2 separate regions of the Mus musculus genome follow, and region 1 is linked to region 2. A link is a contact called in public Hi-C data. All regions are on one chromosome and are shown on one strand. The core of a region is the stretch at or near the end of the contact, and the rest is flanking DNA. Distances in the headings are between cores, read along the strand shown. Region 1 has its middle 20 kb from the start of Ypel2. Region 2 has its middle 7.8 kb from the start of Gm33742.

The links. A called contact is a pair of places that touch in the nucleus more often than the background predicts.
Region 1: a contact with region 2 is called in a Hi-C map of rod photoreceptor, with 2.6 times the contacts expected there. The contact joins two enhancer-like sites. A contact is called at or near these places in 8 of 15 datasets of contacts at CTCF or cohesin (CD8 T cells, the NIH/3T3 cell line, embryonic stem cells and 2 more), 24 of 484 Hi-C or Micro-C datasets (the 63-12 cell line, the Patski cell line, bone marrow-derived macrophages and 9 more), 13 of 115 datasets of contacts at active chromatin or transcription factors (the NIH/3T3 cell line, embryonic basal ganglia, embryonic stem cells and 5 more) and 1 of 9 other capture datasets (embryonic stem cells).

What each region holds. Positions count from the first base shown.
Region 1 is chr11:87,012,205-87,014,904 of GRCm38.p6, forward strand. No RefSeq gene overlaps it. Among named protein-coding and RNA genes, the nearest start is that of Ypel2, 20 kb to the left of the region's middle. Within about 2 kb of position 1,432, at least 9 of the 459 cell types and tissues checked have an H3K27ac peak or open chromatin away from gene starts, as enhancers often do. A contact at or near this core is called in rod photoreceptor, where this site is marked.
Region 2 is chr11:86,875,070-86,877,769 of GRCm38.p6, forward strand. No RefSeq gene overlaps it. Among named protein-coding and RNA genes, the nearest start is that of Gm33742, 7.8 kb to the left of the region's middle. Within about 2 kb of position 1,387, at least 18 of the 459 cell types and tissues checked have an H3K27ac peak or open chromatin away from gene starts, as enhancers often do. A contact at or near this core is called in rod photoreceptor, where this site is marked.

The DNA of each region.
Region 1 (2,700 bases), core at 182-2,681, 140 kb after region 2:
GAGGCAGAGGCAGGCAGATCTCTGTGAGTTCAAGGCCAGCCTGGTCTACAGAGTGAGTTCCAGGACAGCCAGGGCTACACAGTGAAACTCAGTATTAGGGGGTGGGGGTGGGGTGGAGTGGGGGATAGTTGTGCACCCCCAAATCTGGACTGCTTTTCCTTTTTTAATTAAAAATTTCTCATAGGATATATTTTGATCATGTTTTCCCCTCCCCACCCAATTTTAAGTTTTATATTCTCTCTCAAAACAAAAAGAAAAACAACAAAACAAAACAAAACAAAAAAACTATACACAATAACAGAATGCCAGAACCAGAAATCAAGAAACAAAAACTCCCTACAAAAACAAAATTTAAAACAAACTGGCAAAAGACTAATAACACAAAAAAAGGCCTAAACAAAGCAAAACTAAGGAAAAAGTTCATAAAACACCATTGAGTTTGTTCTGTTGAGCAGCTACTTTTTGGCATGGGGTCTCCTGGACTGTGGTTGATGTACTCAGTGACACTCCACTGGCGAAAGCAGATTCCAAAACTGGTTTTCCACAGACCACAACCTCAGCTCTTTCTATTTATTGTCTATTTACTTACTTACTTACTTACTTACTTATTTACTTACTTTATTTATTTATGTACATATCAGCTTGGGGAGCTGTTTGTTTTTCTTTTGTCTTGTTTAATGCACCCTAGGACCACCTGTCTAGGGGTAGTAGCATCCACAACGGACTGGACCCTTCTATGCTTATCATTAACAAAGAAAATGCCCCGTAGACTTGAGTCTAAGCCAACCTGACATAGGGATTTTCCTAATTGTGACTCCCTCTTTACAAATGACCCTACTTTGTGTCAAGCTGATTTAAAAAAAACAAAAACAAAACTAACCAACACACTGAGTTGTCCTTTTAAAATTGTGTGTGTGTTTTGTACTTCTGAGTGTCAAATCTAGAACTTCTTCCAAGCTAGGCAAGTATTGTATCACAGACCCCCATCCTCAGCCCTTTTTATTTATTTATTAATTATTTACCTACTTTATTTATTTGTGTATGTGTGTGCGCGCACACACACGCATATTATCTTCATCCCTACTTTTTACTTACATTTCATTTTGAGACAGGGTCTCACTATGTAGCTCTGGCTAACTTGAATATAGTTCACTGTGTATACCAGGGCTGGCCTCTGCCTCCTGAGTGTTGGGACTAAAGGCATGAACCACTGTGCCTACTATTTACATCTTTCATTGCTTTTTTTCATTTTTTAGAAAATGTACATATGTATGCCACACACATGCCTGGTGCCCTCCATGGCCATAGGAGGGTATTGGCCTCTGTAAACTGGAGTTATGGTTGTTGTAAACCACCACATGGATGCTGAGAATCAAATCCCTGTCCTCTGCAGCAGTATGTGCTCTTAACCACGGATTTGCATATTTGCCATTATTTGCATATTTTATTTAGATCAGGGTCTCATTACATTCTCTAGGCCAGCCACAAACTCACTGTGAAACACAAGTGCTCCCGATCCTGTGTGGCTGGAATTACTGACCTACTAGTCTCAGCATAAGTTAGGGGACAGGAAAGACTGAAAGAGAAACCTGATAGGCCCTGGATGGCCTGGAATCTTAGCATAATCTTCTGGCTTCTGTTTGAGATTATAGACCTGCAGCATCAGGCCCAGCAATGTTTGAATGTTTGCTTTCTATAACAGAGCCTCACTCTGTAGCTAAGGCTGCCTTCTTAATCATGGCAACAGGCAACAGTAATCAGTCTCCCAACTTCAGGGATTATTACACACAGACTAGAGCCACAACACTCTTCTCTCTCTCTCTCTCTCTCTCTCTCTCTCTCTCTCTCTCTCTCACTTCCTCCCTTTCTCTCTCTCCCTCCCTCCCTCCCTCCCTTTCTCTTTCCCTCCCTCCCTCGCTTTCTCTTGACCCTAACCCTAACTCTAACCCTAACCTCTAACCCTAACCAGAACCCTAACTACCTTCTGGGTTCACTTCCCACAGCTCAGGGAAGCCACCAAGCTCACTTGCAGGGTACAGAACCCAGAAACTCACACACTGGAGGCAAGCACTCCACCAAATGAGCTACATCTCCAGTTCTCTTTTTCTTCTTGTTTTCCTAAGAGTCTGGATAATATTCTTCTGAACGATTATACAAATATTCAGTGCCACAAGCCATGCAAACCTTGGCCACTTTTTTTTTTACTACAACCTCATAAAATGTTTTACTGTTCCCCTAATTATTAAGTAGGTTTTTATTAGCTTGTGCTGTTTTCACAGATGGAAGACAGTGCTAACTGTGCAAAGCTGCAGGCTAAGAGGACCTTGAGATCACTTTGATCAAAAGCTGTGTAGAGAGAGCTGGGAACATAGCTCAGAGGCAGCAAATGCCCAGCGTACGGAGGCCCTAGATCAGTCCCCAGCCAGGAGGAGCAATGGGGGAAACTTATACTAGGGCTTCTGGGGCCTCCACGGAAAACACCTGCAGTTGGAATTTTCGTTTAATAACCTGTTGCTTCTGAGAGCATTATCTACCTCTGAAGATTTTCTTTTTAATGTACTGGGTTCCATTCCTAAAGCCTTTTAGTTAGCATAGGTGCTGGGATTCAAACTCCTCACAAGCACACTTTCAACTGAGCCCTCTCTCCAGCCCCACCAGATAACTTTTTTTTTTCTTTATTTACATTTCAAATGCTATCTC
Region 2 (2,700 bases), core at 137-2,636:
GGACGCTGCAGAACTCAGGTAAGCAGAGTTACAGTGCAACCTGGTGGAGGTAAGGGGGGTTACTCTTGCCACAGAAAAGCCTGCGGGTGAGTCCAACCCTAGAGAGACGCAGGGACAGTCTGGGTGGTTAGGAACCTGGAATTTGCCCTCTAAACCTCGACTTCTGCATCCATAAAATGAAACATATAAGGAAATTTATTTGGAGACATTTTTGAGAGCACTGAATGAATACTAGCATATGGCCTTAGCCTCATGCCTGGTACAAATAATACATTGGTTTCTTTCTCCCCATGAGGACTGCTTTTGGTACATGCCACCTTTTACTGCTTCCACAAGCAAACCGATAAAAATTAGGTAAACTGTGGGGAAATGATAAAGTCAGATATGATGATACGATGACATATACCTGTATATTCCCCAGCAGAAGAATCAGGAGTTTGAGGCCAGCCTCAGCTACATAGTAAGTCTGAGGGCAGTGAATCTCAAAACAAATAAACAAAAAGAGGCAGAGACCAGCTGGGGAGGTGGTTCAGTTTGGTAAAGTATTTGCTAAACAGATGTGAGGGTCTGAGTTCGGATCCCTAGCACCCACTTAAAAAGTCAAGCGTGGTAGCACCTGTCTGAAATCTAGGAAGGAAGACACAGACGGATCCTTGGAGTTCATTGGCCAGTGAGTCTTAATGGATGGGTGAGGTGTGGGTTCAGGAAGAGACACAGTCTCAAAAAAGAAAGTGGAGGGGGTTGGAGAGATGACTCAAAGGTTAAGAGCACTGCCTGTGTTTCCCAAAGACCTGCCTGGTTCAATTCCCAGCACCTACAGCCATCTGTAACTGCAGTCCCAGGGGATCCAGTGCCCTCTTCTGGACACTGTGGGAACTTCATGTACATGGTGTAGAGGCCTGAATGGCAAAAAAAAAAAAAAAAAAAACCCTAAACAAACAAACAAACAAACAAAAAAGCAAAACAAAACAAAAAACCTCATACACATAAAGTAAAATTGGGGGTAGGGGGAGGAACCATGAAGGACCCCAACATGGACCTCTAGCCAGTATACTCATCACGTGCTCACTCGCACACGTAACTCCTCACACACAGGAGGAGGGGGCTGCTTTGGGCTATTTCTACACAGTAGAATGCTTGGCTTCTGACTGTTGATCCATGACAGGAGCTGTCAATTTGCCGTCCACCCTGAGGTTTCTAGCAGCAATCCTGGCATGCACAAGTATCTTTTCCTCCCTCCACAAAGAAAGGGGGCATCTGTGCATCTCTGAGATTTTAACACTAGGCTAGAACTGGGTCCTCTTGAGTGCTAACAATTATCCTACACACTTCCTAAGTTAGCTCAAAAATACCGACACTTAAGAACAGGTCAGAAGCACCTGATCGCTTTGAAGAGATAATTTCCTTAGATGAGACAAGAAGCAAATGAGTCGTCATTATGCACAGCCCCTCCTGCCCCCGAGAAGCCAAAGTATGATTTAATGTATTTTAGAAACCAAAGTTCAAAATGTGACTCTCCTGTGCAGAGGAAATCAATCTGTCAGAAGTACTTAGGGAGGGCACAGCGGATCCACCGAAAACGTCCAGGAGCAAGTCCTTGACCTTCTTCTCTGTCTGCCTGACAATGCCATTCAAACTCTGGCTGGCGACAGAAGATTGCTTCCTCTCCACGGCTGTGCCCTTGCCTAATCCCTGAGGCTCTGAGCTGAGGCGTCTGCTGGAGAGTCCCCCACAACTTAGAACACTAGCTTATCTCCGAGGAAATGACCATCTCTGCACTCCCACAGCAGGTCTTCCTCTCTCTGTCTCACTCTGGGTCCCCTTTCTTATTGTTATGCTGTTTATTATTTATTGGGGTGCCAGGGAGTGAACCTAGGGCCTCATGCAGTGAGGCTAGTGCTGAGTTACAGTCCCAGTCCCAGCTAGGACACCTGCCCCTGCCACCCCACTTTTTTAATGGAAGGAATTCTATTCTGTCAGTCATCTAGGGCTGGCTGCTAGGTGAGTCCTAGCCTTTTAAAAATTGAGTCCCCTCAGCTGGGCGTGGTGGTGCAGGCCTTTAATCTCAGCCCTTGGAAGGCAGAAATAGGCAGATCTTTGTGAGTTGGAGGCCAGCCTGATCTACAGAATGAGTTCCAGGACAAAGCAAGGGCTGTTACACACAGAAGTTGTCTCCAAAAACAAAAACCAAGCAAATAAACAAAAGTGTGGGGGGGGGGATCTCTCCATCATGGAAAGGGGGCTGGAGACAGAAAGATTGATGTGAGATTGAGATCCTCCTGCCTCCGTGACTGGGGAGCCAGGATGACAAGCACCACTAGGCCTCAGTGCAGTGCAGGGCTCAACCTAGGACTTCATCCGTGCTAGGCAAACACTTAACCGACTGAGCTACACCTCCAACTCTAAGGTTACTTTTAAAAAATCAAAATGTCAGGCAGATATTCCAAAGGTCCTGAATTCAAATCCCAGCAACCAAATGGTGGCTCATAACCACCCGTAATGAGATCTGACGCCCTCTTCTGGTGTGTCTCAAGGCTAGCCTGGTCTAAAAGTAAGTTCCAGACTAGCCATATCTATGCCGTGAGACTGTTAAAAAAAAAAAAAAAAGTCAAAATGCCAAGGGGTCTGCACTCTCCCCTAAGCATGCCTGTGTTCTCTCTTTTATTTTTAGGTAATACATGTTCCCAGCACTTAAGTAGA